Linked DNA regions of Mus musculus: regions 1, 2, 4, 5 and 6 are each linked to region 3. Evidence: chromatin contacts called from public HiChIP or PLAC-seq and promoter capture Hi-C data. All regions are on one chromosome and are shown on one strand. The core of a region is the stretch at or near the end of the contact, and the rest is flanking DNA. Distances in the headings are between cores, read along the strand shown.

What was found. Promoter capture Hi-C pulls out the DNA fragments that hold promoters and counts their contacts. HiChIP or PLAC-seq counts read pairs in DNA pulled down with a chosen protein or histone mark. Capture Hi-C pulls out chosen DNA fragments and counts their contacts.
Region 1: a contact with region 3 is called in a promoter capture Hi-C map of liver. The contact joins the enhancer-like site here to the promoter of Bcl9l in region 3. A contact is called at or near these places in 9 of 39 promoter capture datasets (the C10 cell line, the HPC-7 cell line, cranial neural crest and 5 more), 3 of 15 datasets of contacts at CTCF or cohesin (CD8 T cells, large pre-B cells and pro-B cells), 34 of 484 Hi-C or Micro-C datasets (the 63-12 cell line, B cells, the Ba/F3 cell line and 21 more), 37 of 115 datasets of contacts at active chromatin or transcription factors (the 230-238 cell line, CD8 T cells, the HPC-7 cell line and 27 more) and 3 of 9 other capture datasets (adipose tissue, liver and pancreatic islet).
Region 2: a promoter capture Hi-C map of pre-B cells shows a contact between it and region 3, with 2.6 times the contacts expected there. The contact joins the promoter of Abcg4 here to the promoter of Bcl9l in region 3. A contact is called at or near these places in 3 of 39 promoter capture datasets (hippocampal neurons, pre-B cells and stem cell-derived epiblast-like cells), 2 of 484 Hi-C or Micro-C datasets (long-term hematopoietic stem cells and reprogramming fibroblasts), 2 of 115 datasets of contacts at active chromatin or transcription factors (embryonic stem cells and pancreatic cancer cells) and 3 of 9 other capture datasets (adipose tissue, liver and pancreatic islet).
Region 4: a FOXA1 HiChIP or PLAC-seq map of pancreatic cancer cells shows a contact between it and region 3. The contact joins the promoter of Nlrx1 here to the promoter of Bcl9l in region 3. A contact is called at or near these places in 2 of 39 promoter capture datasets (hippocampal neurons and liver), 3 of 484 Hi-C or Micro-C datasets (the G1E-ER4 cell line, epidermal suprabasal cells and reprogramming fibroblasts), 1 of 115 datasets of contacts at active chromatin or transcription factors (pancreatic cancer cells) and 1 of 9 other capture datasets (adipose tissue).
Region 5: a promoter capture Hi-C map of embryonic stem cells shows a contact between it and region 3, with 8 read pairs. The contact joins the enhancer-like site here to the promoter of Bcl9l in region 3. A contact is called at or near these places in 3 of 39 promoter capture datasets (the HPC-7 cell line, embryonic stem cells and liver), 28 of 115 datasets of contacts at active chromatin or transcription factors (the 230-238 cell line, the SCID.adh cell line, T-cell acute lymphoblastic leukemia and 18 more) and 3 of 9 other capture datasets (adipose tissue, liver and pancreatic islet).
Region 6: a contact with region 3 is called in a promoter capture Hi-C map of liver. The contact joins the promoter of Treh here to the promoter of Bcl9l in region 3. A contact is called at or near these places in 11 of 39 promoter capture datasets (3T3-L1-derived adipocytes, the HPC-7 cell line, the SN4741 cell line and 7 more), 1 of 15 datasets of contacts at CTCF or cohesin (large pre-B cells), 15 of 484 Hi-C or Micro-C datasets (B cells, the Ba/F3 cell line, CD4 T cells and 9 more), 20 of 115 datasets of contacts at active chromatin or transcription factors (the SCID.adh cell line, bone marrow-derived macrophages, craniofacial prominence and 14 more) and 3 of 9 other capture datasets (adipose tissue, liver and pancreatic islet).

Annotation. Positions count from the first base shown.
Region 1 is chr9:44,636,631-44,639,500 of GRCm38.p6, forward strand. Ddx6 (DEAD (Asp-Glu-Ala-Asp) box polypeptide 6) reads left to right here. Exons shown (of 14, transcript NM_181324.3): 14 at 1-2,870. Among named protein-coding and RNA genes, the nearest start is that of Ddx6, 33 kb to the left of the region's middle. Within about 2 kb of position 1,386, at least 36 of the 459 cell types and tissues checked have an H3K27ac peak or open chromatin away from gene starts, as enhancers often do. A contact at or near this core is called in the 230-238 cell line, liver, oligodendrocyte precursor cells and 3 more, where this site is marked.
Region 2 is chr9:44,286,923-44,289,898 of GRCm38.p6, forward strand. Abcg4 (ATP binding cassette subfamily G member 4) reads right to left here and starts at 1,322. Exons shown (of 15, transcript NM_138955.3): 1 at 1,092-1,322; 2 at 294-543. The coding sequence starts at 531.
Region 3 is chr9:44,497,323-44,500,438 of GRCm38.p6, forward strand. It overlaps Bcl9l (B cell CLL/lymphoma 9-like), which reads left to right and starts at 1,814. Exons shown (of 9, transcript NM_030256.3): 1 at 1,814-1,951; 2 at 2,126-2,227. The coding sequence starts at 2,202.
Region 4 is chr9:44,266,578-44,269,721 of GRCm38.p6, forward strand. It overlaps Nlrx1 (NLR family member X1), which reads right to left and starts at 1,610. Exons shown (of 10, transcript NM_001163743.1): 1 at 1,403-1,610.
Region 5 is chr9:44,708,055-44,711,360 of GRCm38.p6, forward strand. It overlaps Phldb1 (pleckstrin homology like domain, family B, member 1), which reads right to left. Exons shown (of 22, transcript NM_153537.4): 8 at 3,094-3,234; 9 at 2,869-3,006. Among named protein-coding and RNA genes, the nearest start is that of Phldb1, 25 kb to the right of the region's middle. Within about 2 kb of position 1,712, at least 126 of the 459 cell types and tissues checked have an H3K27ac peak or open chromatin away from gene starts, as enhancers often do. A contact at or near this core is called in the SCID.adh cell line, adipose tissue, embryonic forebrain and 10 more, where this site is marked.
Region 6 is chr9:44,671,979-44,675,137 of GRCm38.p6, forward strand. Treh (trehalase (brush-border membrane glycoprotein)) reads left to right here and starts at 1,255. Exons shown (of 15, transcript NM_021481.3): 1 at 1,255-1,362. The coding sequence starts at 1,283. It overlaps BC049987 (cDNA sequence BC049987), which reads right to left and starts at 282. Exons shown (of 2, transcript NR_165440.1): 1 at 164-282.

The sequences.
Region 1 (2,870 bases), core at 136-2,635, 140 kb after region 3:
TGGTGAAGAAAAACTGAAAAGAAGACATAGACCTTTTTTGTTCCACTTGTTTGCACTGTGTGCTGACTGAACATTCGTTGCACTAACTGCTGGTCTTTAAAGATGTTTTCTGGGGAAAGGGGACAAGGAAGGAGGAAAAGAAAAGAAGGGGAGAAACCCTAAAAAAGAGAAGAATTTGGGTGAACACATGCACCTGTCTAAAGTTCTCCACTAGCTGACTCTACTGCATTTCAACTTCTCCCTGATTATTCATCCGTTTTTAAGCCTGAAGAGCTTATTACTTATTTGTGCGAAGTGCCTTATGCTACAAGACCATTAAGAATATCATCTTTACACACAGCCCAAGGAATCAACAGAGTCATGTTCTATTTTCTTTTTTATTTCTTTGCCTCTTCATTTTGGTTTCACGTTGAAGTCTCACCTCCTGTTCTACCAGTACTCAGCCCAGGGCCGGAAGGTGGACTAGTGATGGCAGCGCCATTTTCCTTTTCTTTATATGGAGGAGTTGATTCACAACTGCAGTCCATCCACACTGTACATACATGTATTTAAAAAAAAAAACAATACCAAGTAAAATTTTCTTCCGGGCTGAGTAGACGTACCATCGTCGCTCCCAAAGGAAAGAGCAGCCTCTCACTGCAGGAGCCAGATGACAAGCCTCTGTGCTCTACAGCAGAACACTACGCTGGCTCACACGCGTCCATGAGCAGGAAGGCACTCGCTGTAAAGACTTGTCGGAGGGAGCCTTGACCTTCTTTCCTCTGTGGCAAAGCGTGACCCGTAGAAAATTGGATGTGTATACTTGTATAAACTTTGTAAATAAGTTTTTTTTCTGGGTTCATATATATATATATATATATAAATATATATATATACATACATATATATATATTATTTTTTTTGGATGAAGGTTGCTGGGATTAAGGGATTAGAGTGATTATGGGAGCAGCTAAAGATGAGAGGGGCTCAGTTTTCTGCAACACTAAATTCTAAAAAGTGCTTTGGCCTCTAACTGTAGGAAGCAGACCTCTGCAGGCTCTGTGTTGGAAAGGGGCCAGAAGCCCGGCCACACTGCTCTTGTAATGAATGCACAGGCAGCGGTCTTAGCAGACAGCAAAGGAGCTTTGCAAGGCTGTGGTCCCTGGGGGCTTTGAGAAGCTCTGTGGTTTGGCTCTCCTGTCCTAAACGTTTGAGGAACTTCCCAAGTTCTGCAAAGGGGAACAAAGATAAATCTTCCTTGGAGTGTGAGAAGTGTACAGAGTGCAGTCTTAGAGGAGAGTGTGTGGAGCATGGATTTTTATGTCACCGGACCAGCCAGTGCAGCCTCGGCGGGCTTGGCAGTTGTGGAGCCTAGTTATCCGCGGCCCCTCCTGTTGTGTGTGAGCAGCGCCCTCTGCCTATCTTGATAAATACATTTTTGCAGGAAGGGGCAGCCCGTTAGAGCTGTTAACGTCCATGTCCATGCTGCAGAAAGCTGCTTGCTGCCCGTTCTCTGTGCCGCACTAAGAGTTGCTGTCTGTCGTTTTGCATTGTAAATCGCTGGCAGATGCCTTAGGTGGTAGTGTTGCTTTAAACTGTGCCCCTCCCAACACGCTTGATGTTTGGCCTGATCTCCAGGCAAAAGGAGGGAGATGAATCAACCAGTGAACTTTTTTTTTAAAAATGTTTTTAATTCCCTTTTAACCCAGTATACTAGGTCAGGAGGCATCTAGGGAACAAAAAAAGCAAAAAACAAAATTTAAAAAAAAATTGATTTTCATATTCCATCACTTTGAAGACCTTAAAACTATGACAAGGTATGTTGAGTCTGCTTCCATGCTTAACTCGTCTGAAGAGAGGAGTCAGTTATTCAAAGTTGCTTTGACTTTGCCTAGTTCTAAAGCAAAACTATTTGTGACTTATCCCAAATTCTTTGGGGATCAAAATCCTACAGATGCCTCCTTATCAGAGATAACCCTGACTCTGTAACAACTGTAGCAGGAGCTGCACGGTACAAATCCCCAAAGGCAAGTCCAGTCAAGTGTTGGCTACAAAACAAACCAAATTAATAAGGAAGTCACTTTTTTAGGGAGGGTGGGAGTGGGGTCTTAAAAACTCGTTATTTTGACCAACAGATCTTGCCCTTGTACCGATGCAGCTCTCCTCCTTCCTGCCTTTGGCGAGATGAGGGATCGCTCCGTAGAGCAACATGAGCAGGAAAGGAGTACAAATGCAATCTGCTGTCTCGCCAGAGGGCAAGTGGGTGATCAACAAAGTGCAGTCTCTTGCCAACCTTGGACTGCTCTGCCAGGTGCCACATGCCTCTGAGTCCCTCTTAAAGCACAGACTCCATGGGGGAGTGTTCTGAAGTACAGCCTCTGCTGAGGGTGGCACTTGGACAGCTGGGCACCCACCCCGGAGATCGCTGTCTGAAGAGGCGGTGCTGGGGTGGTGCTTAGCTCACTTGAGCTGTTGTTAATGGGAAGATGCCCTACTGACCAGGTCAAACCCTGGTTGGGTTTTTTTGTTGTTTTTTTTTTTTTTTATCCTTTTTGATCCCTCTTAATAAGGAATATTGCTACTATTGGAAATTGTCTTTCAGGTTCTTTCCAGTAATTTTTAAAGTAATGGTTATGTTTTGGTTTTCGCCAGTAGTTCATTTCGATAAAAACTATGTCCTATTTTTAATATCCACCTCAATGCTTTTAGCCTCTGGTCATGTAGTTGTGTGATAAGTAACAGACTGTTACACACTTGCTGCTCAGGGCCTGTTTTTTTCTCTCCCTTAGTGTTCTGAACATGAAAGAAACTTTCTTAGGAATGGAATACATTTACCATAAAATGTTTTTCCTGGAAAGGAAAACCTAAGTAGCTCTAAATTATTTCCAGGT
Region 2 (2,976 bases), core at 72-2,571, 210 kb before region 3:
TGAGAGAGAGAGAAGACTGAGAAAGAGAAGACTAAGAGAGAGAAGAGACTGAGAGAGAGAAGACTGAGAGAGACTGAGAGATTGAGAGGTCATAGGGTCTATTTAGAAGAAAAAGCTTCAATAGCTGTTTGAACTCCCATAGTGCTGGCAGATGTGGGGAGCAGGGATCTTGTACCTCAACTGCAGTTGTGCAGTGAGGGTTAGGGCCCACAAAGCTCGCAGAGTAGGGTATCCCCAGGACTTATGCTCCTGGAAAGGCAACTCAGGGAGAGTCCCATGGGGCTGCCACCTACCCCGTTTGCGCCAGCAGGGCCCCTCCCGCACGGAATAGGACAGTTCCACGAACTCGATGTCCACAGCAGAGCGCTTGGGCAGGTGAGAGAAGCGCTGTGCTTCTGTGATATGGTTCTCCACCTTCTTTAGGTGCGTGGTCAGCACAGGGGGCTCTGCCCCGTCCTCCAGTGTCACAGCCATGGCCACAGCCCCAGGGCCCAGTCCACAGCCCACGGCCTCCAATGCCTTCTCCGCCATCACGCAGCCGGCCTGCAGGAGAGGGCCTGCTTAGCTCCGGGCAGACCCTCCAGCCCTTGCTCAAGGCGCCATAGCTTTCCGATGCTGCCCCGCCTCCACTCCTCCCACCCCAGCCTCCTTCTCCGGGCAGATCCCCCAACTGTCCGCACCCCTTTTCCCGCCGGGTCTTATGCACTCGGGCAGCACACACCCGGTGGTGCAGTGACACTCAGTTGCGACCTCGCCTCGTTCCTTGGCAGTCTCAGCCTGGCCTTGCTCGCCTGGCCCATCGAAGCTGTGCCCGCTCCTCCCTCCCCGCCGCGGCCTTAATCTCCTTACCCCACAGACAAGCAGTCCCTGGGGGCCGGGCGAGGGTAACCACCCGCTCGGAGGTCGGGGAAGCTAGGAGGCACAGGGTGGGCCGGGGGAGGCTCTGGCCTCGGCTCCGAGCCCCTCTCTGCACGGACTGGCACCGCTCCTCGGCCGGCCTCCCCATCCCGCTCCTCCGGACTGTTCCCCCAAACAGCGACAGACCCCAGACCCTCCAAGCCGACCCTCTTGTCCCCTGCTCGCCTGGTCACCTTGACGCGTCTCCGGCCGCTGCGACGCAAGGATGCTCAGCAGAGATGCTCAACCGGGATGTTCGACCCGGATGCTCAGCGTTGCGGCGCGGGAGGTGGACACTCCGGCTCTCTTCACCTGCCTCTGGCTGCGGCACCCGCGCCCCGGCTCCCTGTCCCGGTGGCCCGGGCCGGGGCGGGGCTAGGCCAGGGCGGGCAGTAGAGGAAGGCAGGGCTCGGGTCAGAAAGGATGACACAGTTGCGGAGAGATGGTTGAGGTCCCGCCGCGATCCCACTTGGATGAACCCGCCGGGTTCTCGTAGTCTGGTCCCCAGCGCCTGTCCTCTGGACCTAGTCGGGCGGCAGTGTTCTCTTCCAAGCTTCTGCTCGCTGGTCCTGCTGCTCTTAAAGGGCCCGTACTGCCCCTCACTCCGCGAGTAGCAAGGATGGAGGTGGTGAAAGCTATGCCTGCAGAGTTGGGGCCCGAATGGGGCCCTTTTTTGGACCTAGGACTGAGGTCAACCCGGAGGTCACCAAGGGAGGGAGACTTGATGTTACTCAGAGAGGCAGGTCCTTGAGCGGTAGGTGCCCAGGGGGGTTGGGAAGCTGTCGGTCTATCTGCATACACAAACCCCTCATTGCTTATCTCTTGCAGTTCAGCTTTGGAGCGCAGCCCCACCCAACCCTAAAGTACAAAGGACTTGAATGTATAATTCTTGAGACTTTGAGACAGCCTCTCACGCCTCTTCACATCCCCCCTCTCTAAGGGCTCAAGAGGACACTAGTTATGAAGAGACAGGGGATAGTAGTTATGACAAAGCCTGCAGGCAGCTCCAAGGTTAACCTTGACCCAGTCACAGCCTGCTTTGGCCATCAAAGTCTTTATTCTATTCGACCAGCCAGATTCAGGTCTCCAAGCCAGTATAGGCTGATCTAAGAGGCTGCAGTCCATACATACACAAAGCTCTTCAGATTCTGTCTTGGACGGCTTTTCATAGACATGGACATTCTCTCTCACCTACAAGCGTGGCTGGGTCCTCAGAGCGCTTACACCGCCCCCGCCCCCGCACCCCGCCTACTTGCTTTGGCCCTTTCTCAATTACTCTTGGCTCCTGCCTGCCCTATCCTCTATTTCTTTAAGGGGTCAGTAAGTCACGTGACCTGAGCTTTTTAGTTCCCGCCTGTCACATGCAGAGACAGATAGGAGGTAGGTAGGCTTAGGTTCTGGGTACTGCTTCCACTGCTACTGCAGCGGAAGATGCTAATAATCCAACACCAGCCCCCAACCCTCGCCCAAACCTCTCTGCAGCCCAGGAAACTAGCGACCCTGCAGGACATGTCCACACCCACCCTGAGACTATGAGGTTCATGGGGGTTTGGGATCCAATCTTTCCCAATTTCCCTTCATCCCTGTCTCACCTATGGTCATTCCTCAGGACCAATCTTCGAATTTTCCAGATGGACCCTCTATTCTTCAAGTTAATCTCCAATACCTCATGATAGACAATACCCCAATGATTGCTTTGTATGTAAGCGCGCGCGCGTGCGTTAGGGTCTCACTAACTCAGGCTGTTGCTGAGGCTGGCTTTGACTGCCCAGTCTTCCCCCTCTCTTGGGTGCAGTGACTATAAACATGTCACCAGGCCTGTCTAACATAAGTACTTACTGAAAAACTACTATAAACTGTACACTCTTCTCAGATAATCTTAGTACTCCATGAAGCAGGGTTTTTGCTTTATTTTGTTGAGACAGTATCTTACTATGTAGTTTTGGCTGGCCTGGAATTTGGTAAGTAGACCAGGATGGCCTCACACTTCTAGAGATCTGCCTATGACGCAGGGTTTTTTTTAACTTTCCTTTGGAGAAAAGAAACTGAGAAATAAGAAGATTAAGCATTATGCCAAAG
Region 3 (3,116 bases), core at 564-3,063:
ATTCGCTGGAACTACTGAAGAGGACCAGTTTCCTAACAGCCCCTCCCTGGATTGTTATAGTAGTGGCCCTCCCCCTCCCACCCGTAGCTTATTGGGGGAAGGTTTTGAAATCTTGCTAGGTAGTTTAAGCCATCCTGGAACTCACAGGTTGGGCTTAAATTTGTGATCTCCTGCCTTAGCCCCCCAAGGGCGAGGGTTACAGCAGTGAGTCACTATGCCAAGATTAGGGTTCCAGTTTTTGAGATCCCTCAACAGAAAGTTCTAGATAGCCCGTCCCCATCCCTCATAACAGGTGATAAGTTCTGGGGGCTCATGTGTGAAAAGCCCACTGACTTGATTTAGACTGAGATGAATAGTCAGGGGCCCAAAGTACCTGGAGTGGGGGTCCTGGGTCGCCCATGCTGTCATGTGACCCAAGAGCACACAGCTTTTCTGGAACCTCAGTTCCTCCTTGTGAGACTGGGGAGATAGCTTTGAGAATCAACCAGGGATGGAGGTGAGAACTTAAACAGCAGGTCCTCTATTGACCAAGGTGATTTCCCCAGGACTCCTCAGTGACTTCTGCCTTTCTGTTCTTTCCTGGTTGTGGTGTGTGTGTGTGTGTGTGTGTGTGTGTGTGTGTGTGTGTGCTGCAAACTAGGTCCTAGGACTTTGGGATCTTTTTCAGAGACAGAGTTGGAGTGGGGAAGCCCAGTGTTCTATAGGGGTTAGACGGCTGCAAAGTACCTGGGAGGTTTCCCCCTTGCTTGGAGGTTCCAGCCCGGCTTCCAGCAGCTGAGCCGGGAGCTGGAGTGTACACGGGTGTGTCTAGCTGGACCTGTCGCGGGAAGAGCCTCTAGGGCTCAAGACTCCTCCCCTTCCCTCCCCCACCTTCTACCGGGATCTCTGCTGGGGGCGGGGAAAGGGGACAGAGCAGGGGGCGGTTGCTTGAGGTGTCTGTGTTTGTGTAAGTCAGCTTGTTGGTGTCTCTGTGGCCCTCTGTGTATTCTTTGTGACTGTCGGGCTCAACTTTCTATGGCTCCCTTGTGTCTGGGTCTCAGTCTTCACATCTGTTCAATGAGTCCACCGGCTATCCCTCTGCTGGGTGGCCGGGGTATCTGTGTGCCCCAGGCTGCCCGGCGACTCCGGCTGGTTCGCGCTGCCCAGTCCCTCGGGCACACCTCCGTCGGCTGGCCGTGAGCGTCTCTAGTTTCCTGGGCTCCGTGCGTGTCTTTGTCTCCCTGTCCACGTGTGAGATGTAAGTGTGCGTGTGAGTCACAGAGAGGTGCTTGTGGGTCTCTTAAGTCCCAGCTCTGTGCGCCCAGTCTGCCCAACCGGCTAGCGCCCTTTTAGTCCCTGGAGGACTTGTCCATGTGTCTGTCTGCGCGCCCTCCAGTGGACCCGGGAGATCCACGCTGCAGTCCTGTCCGCTTCCCTCAACCTCGCTCGCTGCCTCGCTGGCTCTCTTGCTCCAAGCTCGCTCTGTCTCTACACTCGGGCTTTGCCGAAGGGGGCGGGGTAGGGGGGGTGCAAGGGAGGGGGGAGGGGAGGCTCCTGCATTCTTGCGGTCGGGGAGGAATCTGAGCCAGCGTTACTGGTCTCCAAAAGAGCCCAGCTGCAGCCTCGGGGCCCCGCCAGGCCTCTCGCTGCCCGCCCGGGCCTGCCGGGATGGGCACGGGCTAGGCCTGGAGCTGGGGGCGGGGCAGGGCAGTGCGCCCACCCCGGCCCCTGGGAGGCTGCAGCGCCCGGGGACAGGGCGCAGTGCTGGGGCGGGGCGTGAGGGATTCCCGAATCCTGGGCGAGGGGCGTGTCTCGGAGCGGGAGTCCCCCAGTGGGCCAGAGCAGACCTCGCAGCCGCCCCACGCGTCACTTTTGCGACCAAGCCTATTAGTGAATTCTGACTCTACAGCCCTTGGAGGGGGGTGCCTAGGGTGGGGGGCTTGCACGATACTGCAAGCTCCCCGTGGACAAGGTGTGGAAGGGATGGGGACTGGACTGGTCTTTAGGATTGAGAAGTCCTCTCTCTCCAATCCTATCCTACCCTATCCAGTTCCTTAGTCCCGGGGCGTTGGGTTCTCCCTTTCCCTCCCCTTCACACACCCCCTCCCTAAGTCACAAGTTTTCTCTTTGGGGCTTGTTGCTGCAGTCCCTGCTCCAGTACCGAGTACCTGGCTGGGCCCTGGGCACGCACAGGGGTCGTAGCCCCACTGTGTGTGGGAGCCATGAGGATCCTGGCTAACAAGACAAGGTGTGTGGGTGTCACGGAGGGTGGGATATATGTGTGTATGGAGAGTGGGGAAGGGAAGGGCCCATGATGATGGGGCCAAGCTGTTTGGAGAGGAGCCCTTCGGGCACCTGGTTTCCTGGCCACCAGTGGGTTGAAGGGAAGTAGCATGGTAAAGTCTGGCCCCAGGCAGGAGCTGGCAGCCAGCCTTAGCGCCTGGGCCCAGGGGGCAGAGGAGACTGGCAGCTAGCTTTGCCTGCTTCTGGTCCCTTCTTCCCTTCTAAAACCGTTAGAACAGACCCTCATCCTACCCTAGTGTTGGGGGTGTGATGGCGCCCTCCAGCCTCAGTCTAGTCGGGGGTAGGAGCTGGAGTGGGGGTGGTGCCTGCCTCCCTCCTCCCCAGGAGAAGCGGGCAGACAGGGCCAGGCGGCGGCAGCAGGACAGCAGAGCTGAAATAAATCTGAGCTGGTGTGGAATGAGGGGGGATAAATATCCTCTCCCGTGATGTGATCTTTCCAGCGGCTATTAATAGGTCTCCGGGGAGGGGGAGGCGGTGGGGGGAGCGGGCTGGAGCTTAAAGGGCCCGCAGCCTAGGCTGCAGGAATCCATGGCTTCAAGCTGTACTCTTGTCTGCTTGACATGCCCCCCCCCCCAATCCCTGCCTGCTGACAGGGCCTACTGGCCCACCCTCTTCAGGCCTTCCCCACTTAGGCTCTGGGGAGTCTTCTGGACCTGTGGGTACCACTCTCGGTTATGCTTTCCCTAGTACCCTAGGGAATAGGGCTCGGGCTTGAGCAGTGACTCACAGGTCCTGTGGCCCTTCTCAGCTAGTTGTCAGGGCACAGCGTAGTTGAGGTCTGGGGCCTTGGAAAGGAGTCTTAAACCCTAGAAGGTGCGAAGAATCCATCAGAT
Region 4 (3,144 bases), core at 360-2,859, 230 kb before region 3:
GCCTGGCACTGGAGTTTCACAGCTGCCTCTGCCCCGAGATCCAGCCCAATCATCTGCTTTTAGGTTTTATTTTTGCTTGACTGCTAGCAAGCTCAGATAGGAGCCCTGTGCTCACTCGCAGGCCTTTTCTGAGCCTGGCTTTTTTCCCCCACTCATCCTTATTCATTTCCGTCTGCTTTTGTGCCACGGCTGAGTTTTAATGGCTGTATCACTTTATCATCTCTCTGACTTTTATGTAAGCTGCCTGTAAGGCTGGCATAAATAATAAATGGATGTGTGAATGAACTTCCTGCTTGACACAAGGATGTGCCGCCTCTGCCTCACACTTCAGCCATGCCAACCTGGCCTCGTCAGCCCCCCTCCTCTGTTTACTTTGTGGCAGAGCTCCCCCAAGCCCTGGATTCACACACTATTCCCTTGCTCTTTATTCGAAGCCTTCCCCCACAGGCAGCGGTGGCAGTCTTACAGATCTCTCCCTACTGGTTTTTGCCAGCCTCTTCATTTCATCATTTCAGAGAGATCCTTCCAGACCTTACAAAACCCTACTTCCTCAAGTCCTCTGTGCCTCCACTGTTGGCCTATTCCACTCCCTCATCCCCTGCAGAAATCAGCTCCCTAAACTCCTAAGCTACTTGACAGCTATGAAACCCAGGCCCACACAAGCTATTTTTCCAGGTTTGCCCCCAGCCCACACCTCATCCTCCAAGACTACTATTGGATTCTTGCTCTCACCTTCCTAACTCAGTCCCTATACTTTGGTTAGCATTTACTTTATCAGAATCCCAGACACTCTTTGAAGATACTGCTCAAGGTACTCTTTCCCAAGGAGTCTATTCTGGCCCACCCCATCCCACAGCTCCTTGACATGCATATGTGGCTAGGCTGGCGTGGCCTCCCTCACTGCCGCTAGGGCAGAAGGGAAGCAAACTTAGGAAGAGGCTGCACTGAGCACAACTAGCCAGAGCAGGAGCTGGCTGAGGTCTTGAGTGGGCTGGAAACAGGAGACCTGGGGATTAGAGAAAGGTCCTGAAAACCTGACAAATCCCAGGATTGACATCAATCAGCCCCAGGTCCACTGAGTCAAGATAAGACGTGCAGGGTCTAGGATAATTCTCTAATCGAGCAGTTGTCATGGCACTAATCAAAAGAAGGAATGCAACAGAAGTTGCGGAGCTTTTCCACCAAACTGGGTCCCAAATAGCTTTCCCACTTCCACTTGGCTTGGGGGCGGGGGGGCAAAGTGAAGCTGCCAGTAGGCCTGTATTCAGCGCCCAAGCTCCGGCAGAATCCCCAGTGCCACTTGCCCGCTCCCGCGACCCAGCTGCCCGGCTCTTGCTTCCGGGGCCCAGCGCAGCCGTCCAGCCGGGGGCCGGAGGAGCGATCGACCCAGTTAGGCCTTTACCCAGGTTGCCTAGGCCCTGGTGCCCGTCGCCGTGGCCCGGAGGGAAGGAGGCCTGCGTCTCCCGCTGGCTCCGAGCTTCCCCGGCTCGCTCGGCACGGCGCGTCTAGGCCGCCTCCGCCCGCCAGCCAGCGCGCAGCCCGGCCCACTCTGGCACCCCGCCCGGTCTGGACACTGGAGGGCACTGAGCAAAGACCCGCAGAAGGGGGAATGGGGTGCTGGCGCGGGGCGGAGACTCCGGCCCCACCCGGTCTTCCCAGGGCCCAGGTTCCCGTACTGCCCCCTGCAGGTTCCCAAGCGTCAGGCCCAGCCGATGACCTCATCCACCTCCAAGTCTGGACTTGATGAAGCCCATTTTACAGATGAAGACACGGAAGCGTGGAAGAGAAAATGACTCGGGCGCAGGTCGTCCCTGTTGGAAGTAGATGATTCAGAAGAAAAGCTCCGGTCTAGGCCTTCCTTACACTTAGGTACTCATCCCCAGAGCATAATGACTTCCCTTCCTGCTCACAAACGTAGCTTACCTCCAGGCAGAAGACAGCCCTTCTTGGATCCTCCCCTTCTGTGTTATTCAGTCCCAAGACTCTAGAGGGGGGCCTCTGACCACTTTGGCCAGGAAGGAAGAATGGGTACCGACAGATAACTTCCTTCTCCAACCTGTTCTTCCTGTCTGACATCCCGTCATGGTTTTAGCCTTGGGACTTCCGTGTTCTAAAAACCCCAACCCTCATCCCTTCCATTCAAGGAACACCCAAGGTTCTCGTAACCAAGCTGACAGTGACCTTCAAACAAGGAACGCCTCCACATGCAAACACTGGTGTGCAATGTGCAAAGAACAGACATGAAGTAGAGAACTCAGAGAGAGAGGCTCCTCAGGGCCGGCTGGGAAGAGGCTTTTGTGGTCTACCCTCCATAGGAACAGAAGGCCAATGGTGATAATTTTATCTAGGCGATTGTCCATTTATTCCATGTGTGGTGTTAGGCCAGTACTGAACATTCACCCTGGGCTGCCAAGCAGAGCAAGTCATGCAGGGACCCACCATACTTGACAATGAATTTCTTCAGAAGTCGAGGCAAACTATTAGGAAAATTACTACCTGCCTCTAGCAGAGACTCTGACATTTGAACTGGCTGTTAAAAAGTCAGAATGAAAAAAGTCACTGGGCAGCATGGAAAAGGGCATATTTGCATTTTAAGAGATGTTCTTCTAAGATTGGAGAATGGCTCGGCCGTTAGGAGCACTGGCTGCTCTTCCAGAGGGCCTGGGTTCCATTCCCAGCATCTACACAGCAGCTCACAACCATCTGTAACTCCATTCTCAGTGGATCTGATGCCCTCTTCTGGCCTCTTCAGGCACTGCATGTATATGGTACACAAATACACATGCATGCAAAATACCCATACACATATTTATTTGTTTGTTTATTTGTTTATTTATTTATTGGTTTTTCGAGACAGGATTTCTCTGTATATCCCTGGCTGTCCTGAAACTCACTTTGTAGACCAGGCTGGCCTTGAACTCAGAAATCCACCTGCCTCTGCCTTCCAAGTGCTGGGATTAAAGGCGTGCACCACCACCGCCCGGCTGAACATTTTTTTGCACATATTTTTTTAAATATTAAAAATAAAAGAGTCTGGGTAGAGGTAGCACATGCCTTTAATTTCAGTACAAGAAGGCAGAGGCAGGTGGATCTCTGAGTTCAAGGCCATCCTGGTCTACAGAGCGAGTTTCAGGATAGCCAGGA
Region 5 (3,306 bases), core at 462-2,961, 210 kb after region 3:
ACATCGTGTTTGGGTGTGGGGATGCTCTCAAAGCCACTCTGGGCCAGGAAGGCCAGGCCACAAAGTCAGGAGTTAGGTGGGGCTGGACCCGGGGAAACTGGGGAAGGAACCGGCCCCACCGCCCAACTCCCTCTACTTTTTTGGCTGAGCCCTTTTCGCGGGACATCGCGATCTGGAGCACTGATCCCACCCAACATTGCTGGTCCCCTTCCAAGCCTCTGCACCGACCCTGTTGTCCGGCAAGTACTGCAGGGGCCAGGTGGTCCTGTCCCACCGCTCTCCTATCTTCGGTCAGGGCGGTGGCCCACGGGGGCCGGGGAGGGGGCTGGTGGAACTGACCCTTCTCAGCTGCTCCTGTAACTGTTCCCGCACTGACTCGGGGCAGTTATCGAGCTGCGTCTGGAGCTCGGCGTAGAGCGCCTGGCGGGCCTCCAGGTGCCTCCGTCCCGCGGCCAGCTCCGCCCTCTCCTGGTCGGCGGGAGGGGAGGGAGGCGGGGCACAGGGGAGAGAGAACACACACTCCTCAACTCCGGCCCGGCGCGGGGGGCAGGGGCGAGCACAGGAGTACACCGGGAGTTGGGGGGCAAGCAGCGAGACGGAAGAGAGCAGGAGAAGAAACAGAGGTTTAAGACGGGACTCAGGCAGGGGACGGTGTAACAAAGGCAGAGGTGTGGGGGCAGGGTGGAAATGTTGGTCCCTTTAGAAATGTTTTGGAAGGTCCTAAGACGGGACCTTCCGGTTCCGCTTCAAACTAAAGTTAAAGCCGATGCAAGAAGGCAAGTACCAAGCCTTGAGTTCTATCACTGTTCCGAGACCAAAATTTAACCCTGGGAAAAATGGGGATGGTGGGAAGAGTTAAATATAGGACTGGGGAGTAAACGTGGAGCTAAAGTTGTTAGAGTTACAGCAGTGCAGCAAGGGGACCCCAGCCCAACCCCCATGGCCTCCCTCCCCTCCTGCCCAGGGTGGAGGTGGGGTGCCAGCAAAGCAGGCTGAACTTCAGTAGGGATGAGGGTTGCAATTAGTTCGGCCCGTTGCCATGGTAATAGGAGCCCCAGGAGTGGATACAGGGAGGAGGTGGATGGCTCTGTCTGGGGTGAGATGACACCTCTGAGGGCGGAAAGGGGGACGAGGGAGGAGTTGGTGAGTCACCCCTCTGAAGGACATGCAGAGGAGACACTGTGATTACTGATTCCAAAGCCAGAGTGGGGCCATGGGCTGGAAGCTGGGCGGGAAAGTCAAGAGAACCTTCCCAACACCACCAACAGCATCAGCACCACCACCACCACCACCACCACCACTTCACTATCACGCCTCAAACACCTGGACCGGAGGGAAGGCAAAGTCCTAGGAGCAATCTCAGCTAAGTGAGGCTAGCCAAGCTGCTTGTGGAATGCCTTTCCCCTGTGCTGCACCAGCCCAGTTCACCCACCCATCCTGGAGGGAAGGCCTTGGTCAAGCCAGTCCTGAAGTCTAGATGCTTCTGCCTTGAAATTATCCTGTGTTCTAGGTGGCCTCCAGGGTAGAGGTAGGGAAAGGAACATCTGAATTCAGGGAAGCAAGAATGGGTAGCCAGCCACTCAGAAAGGGCCTCTTCAAGCTCTCCAAGACTGTGCCCACATCTGACCTCCTTATTACTCAGCTCTGGAGGGCTAAGCAGAAGGGACAAACAGTTCACTGCACCTCCAATCCCTGCCCTTCAGTAAACAGGCAACATTATGGAGGCAAAGCCCAGACCTTTCCAGTAGGAGGCGCTGTTTGGGCAGAACATCTCCTTGGTCATGCACATCTCCCCGCAAAACACACACACACACACACACACACACACTCTTATACTCCTCCTGTCAGTGTTCCACTAAGCAAAATTTAGCTGTGCCTTTCTGCCAGTTCCCTTCTGATAATGGGGACCCACACCAAGAAAAGAAGGCAACATTAGAGGGGAGAGGCCAAGGGCACAAAGGTACCCATGGAGTTAGTAAAGCTGGCCTAAGTCAGCCCTGCCTGGGCGGCCTGGCAGTTAGGGGCATGCGAAGAGCCCAGGACAGTGATTAGAGGGGGCGTTAGTGCAGGCCTGGTCGGCAAGCATAGGGTTAATCTGGCACAGAATCTGGGAGTGTGGTTTTGGGGGCCAGAGCCAAAGCTCCATTTATAAAAAGGGGGCAGCAACGAATTTTTAAGATCCTCAAAATTGAGAGCAAGAGGAAGATAAGTCTCAAAAATAATCCAGAAGGAAAAATTAAACCTCTTAGAAAAATACTGTCAAATCCAGAAATAGATGAACCCTCTCCACTTCAGAGCTTTTGGCACGCCGTTGGGCATCTTGGACATGGCTGGCACAACCCCCGTGGGATGGAGCAGCCCCTGAAGACTGGCACTCAATCTGAAAGGGTCAGGGGCAGGGCTGGGACCATCTGGGATGGGAGGCTGCAGATCCTGATGATAGGAAACAGAGGCCTGTGGGCCATCTCCCAAAGACCACATCCTAAGCACCTGAGGCATGCTGGAGGGAGCTTTCTCCTCATGGTGGGCTCCAAACCCGAGTCATGCCCCCCATCCCAGCAGCACCAGTCCTTCAGGCTGTGCTCAGTGCCCAAGAAAGGGCTTTGGCACTTCCTAGAAGGACCACACAGGTTCCAGAACGGCAGGCACCCAGGCAACCAGAGGCAGCACAGAGATCTAGACCCCCAAACACCAGACCAGCCCCCGGCAGTACCATCCAAGCTTGTATCTTCCACAGAGTACAAGGGCCCCTGTCCCTAGAGGGCTACAGAGACCACTCGGATTGCAGGACGGATGCTGAGGGATGTGCATCGCCAGGGAAGGGATACTGCCTTCCTTCTGGGCCACTGGTAGTCAGGTATGGGTTACCTTGTCCCTGTCCTTCTGGATGCCTGTCTCCAAGGCCACCAACTTCTCCTGCAGCTGGTCCACCGCCCTTTGTTCCTTCTGCAGCGAGGCTCGCTCTGCCTCCCGCTCCCCCTGCAGCAGTGCTCTCTCCATCTCGGCCTAGACAAGGGTATCAGCATTCTGTCAAGGCTGGGACCCAAGGGTGAGGCCCCATCCCAGGGCCTGCACACCTCCCGGCCAGGTCACCTCTCGGGCTGCCTCCTGCAGCTGCTGTTCCAGCTCCTTCACTCGGATCTTCAGCTGTTCTACTCGCCCCAGAACCTGAGCCCGCTCCTCTTCCACAGCCAGCACCTCGCCTTGGTGCTTCGCGCCAGGAGCGTCTTCATGCTGGAGGGGAGGAGGGCACCATGAGAGAAGTCTGGAACCTTCTAGGATCCGACTAAGAGGGCGGATTACACG
Region 6 (3,159 bases), core at 5-2,504, 170 kb after region 3:
AACAGACTTACAGACTCAGACTTTGACAAACAGCAAGGCAAACAAGAAAGAACCTTGGTACCTGCTCGAGACCTCTGATTCACGGCTCTCTGGTGTGTCCTCACAGGAGGTCGAATTCCCAGCCCATGCACCAAATGTAAGACTCTAACGAGCCTTAGCTTACCTGGGACCCCTACCCCTGCCACAGTGAACAACTTGGAGCTAGGGATCGATGCAAAAGCAAGAGGAATTTATTGTTCCAGTACACTGGGGTCTTCCTGCACCTGAAGGAAAGGCAGCAACCTTGGGCAGCCCGTTTGGCCAGTTTTTATACAGCTTTCAGAGGTAGAATAGAGCAACAGCCACTAGGCACAACGTGATTGGTAGAACAGTGTGACTTTTAAACTGATTGGTCCTTAGGGAATGGGGTGGCAAGGGCTTTCCTTGTCTGTGGGGGCAGCCAATGGTCTGTCTTTGTACTCTGGGCTTCCCTTATCTGCAGGTGGTCAGTGGTTAGTCCCTGCTGTGGTCTGAGGAATGGGGTGCCTGTGTGCTCTATGAACTTTCTCTTCCAGGAGGGGAGGGGTCTGGTGGAATTTGTCAAAGTTCCTGAGCTGACCTCTTCACAGCAAATGTTCTTAACCTCTGAGCCATTTCACCAGCTCCTTGGCAAAACCTCTTCACTAACTGGTGCCAAAATGTCCCTCCAGCCTGTCACACAACTTTTGCACCAAGTCTCTGGATGTCTCATGTGATGGCATGGCCTCCTGACTATTCCTCAGGACTCAGTGCAGACATCATCTTATGGTGGGGCTTCCTGATCCATCCCCGAGAGGTTGTCCTGTGTCCTCACAGGGTCTCCTGTAGATAACAGGGAGTTTGATAAAGCTTTGGAGAAGACTTGAGCCATTCTGTTTTAAGTGATAAAGAAATGGTCCCTTCTGGCATTAGAGACTAGGGAGCCACACACAGACTCAGTGTCTAAATCATACTTGGGTGACCTCAGTTGTGGCCCTGGCCCTTGGGTGCCCACCCATATAACTCTGAGCAAAGTCCCTGAGCATGTAATACCAGTTAGAATTGAGAAATGGAAGAAAGTGGCTGATGGGGTAGTGAGCACTGTAGCTGGAGGGCAGAAGTGGTAAGCAGTCCACAAGAAGTTGAAACACACATCTCCCCCCTCAGGTGGCCACACCTCATAGCCTGGACTTTGGCTGACCTGGGTAGGCAAGTGAGGCAGGCCGTGTTCAGCAAGCCAGAGGTGCCAGGGTTTGCTCATTCCGTTCTAGGCACCGTGCCCAGGATGACCTGGGAGCTGCACCTGCTGCTTCTGCTGGGGCTGGGACTTAGGTCCCAGGAGGCCCTGCCACCACCCTGTGAGAGGTAGGGAGGTGGAGAAGCTGTGTGTGTGGGGGAAGACAAGGGTGGAAGGCTGGGATGAGAGCTTACCCTCTGAGGACCAGCCTCTCAGAGGATAAAGAAGGAAGAAACCAGGCTTGTAGGGGTAGAAGGACCAAAACCTGACACCAAACTCACTGTGTTGGAACGAGGTGGAACTTTGAGGCAGGCCTATGTATAATTCCAGAGCTGTTGACCAATGTCTGCCCTCCGTGCTGCTGACCAGAGCTCACCAGCCAAGCAGCTCCTTGGACCAAGCAGGGCTGTTCTCTTCACTGTTCTAGCAAAGCTTGCCTAGCTTAGCGTGAGGGGAGTCTAGGTCCTGTCAAGAACTTACACATAAGTTCAGCCTACCTTGCTGCTCTTTCTGTGTCCCAGGGCAAGTCAATCCTTTCTTCTGAGCCTCAGCTTCTACCAGCAAATACAAAGATGGGGGGGGGTCACTCTACTTCCTGGGTCTGGAACTGTCATTCTCTCTTCCACTCGGACTCATGGAACCCTCCCTCCACCAGTTCTTGCAAGAAGGGTAAAAACAAGGCCTAGGATGGTGAAGAACAAAGAGAAGGTAGGAGCTAAGTAAGCAAGGAGGAAGCAGAAGGGGGTGTCTCAGAGGATGCAATGGGCCGATGGAACGTGGAAGGAGCCATCTTGAAACAGAAGTAGGGAGCAGGGCAAAGGCTCTGAGGTGTCCTCCAAGGGTCACAAAGTCCCATGTGGCCTGGAAAGAAGCAGAACCAGGCTATGAGGTGGAGATAGCTCTAAGGAAAGGAGACCAAGCCCTGCGGACTTGGCAGGACTGGGCTGGGGCTGGGGGGTGGGGCTGAGGAGCCGATTAGGGATGCATGAAGACTGAGCTGTGACTTACTCACTGATGCCCAGGTGTGCAGTATGGAAGGATCTGGAATAATCCTCAGGACTTATTTGTTCACCAGTAGGCAGGACACAGAGTGGCTCTTCCATCCAGTCTCTTGTGTCCTGTTGGGCTATTTGCAGAGTGCCTACCATGAGTGCCGCTGTTTGTCCCTGAGAGCATGTCAGTAGTCCACTTGGACAGTCACACGTGTGCTTGTAGACTCTCTACAAAGAGAGTTACAGGACAGCTAGAGCTACACAGAGTCCCTGTCTCAAAAACAACAACAAAAACCCAAACAGCCACTGAAGGCACAGATGTATTAGGGTAGAGTCCAGGAGAGAAGAAACTCAAACTTCCAGCAGTCTTCTTCCAGAAGATGTGCCCAGAAAGTACCAACCAGGAGTCACCCCTGAGTCTTCATGTTGAGTTTCTTGAGATCCTTCACAGAGACCCCTGTAGGTCTCCAAAGATTAAGCTGACATTGGGTGGCCTATTGTCCCCATCACAAATGTCAGCGTTAGCCTAGGATAGCCAGCGTGCTCCAAGTTCCATCAGGCAGCATACTCTGATATCTTAACCCTGTTCCCTCAGGTGGCTCTGGGACTTGGCGACGTGGCCACCTGTGCGGCACCATTTTTTTGCTGTGTGCTGAGGAATCTGGTCTTCCTCCTGGGTTCATGGCAAGTTGTCTCTCAGCCCTTGGCACTTCTCATGGGATAAGACTGCCTTTGTTGCTTAGCGTGGGCTTTTATGGCTTATAAAGATAAAGTGATTTGTGGCATTGTCCCCAGGAGCTTTTGGCATGACTCGGGATGGGGACAGGCACTCTAGAAAACACAAGAAGGTGTTTAGTAACTTGGATCTTTGAGTTACAAGATACCATTTGACCTTCAGGAAAAGGAAGGTCCCTGTACATGGAAGATCCCATC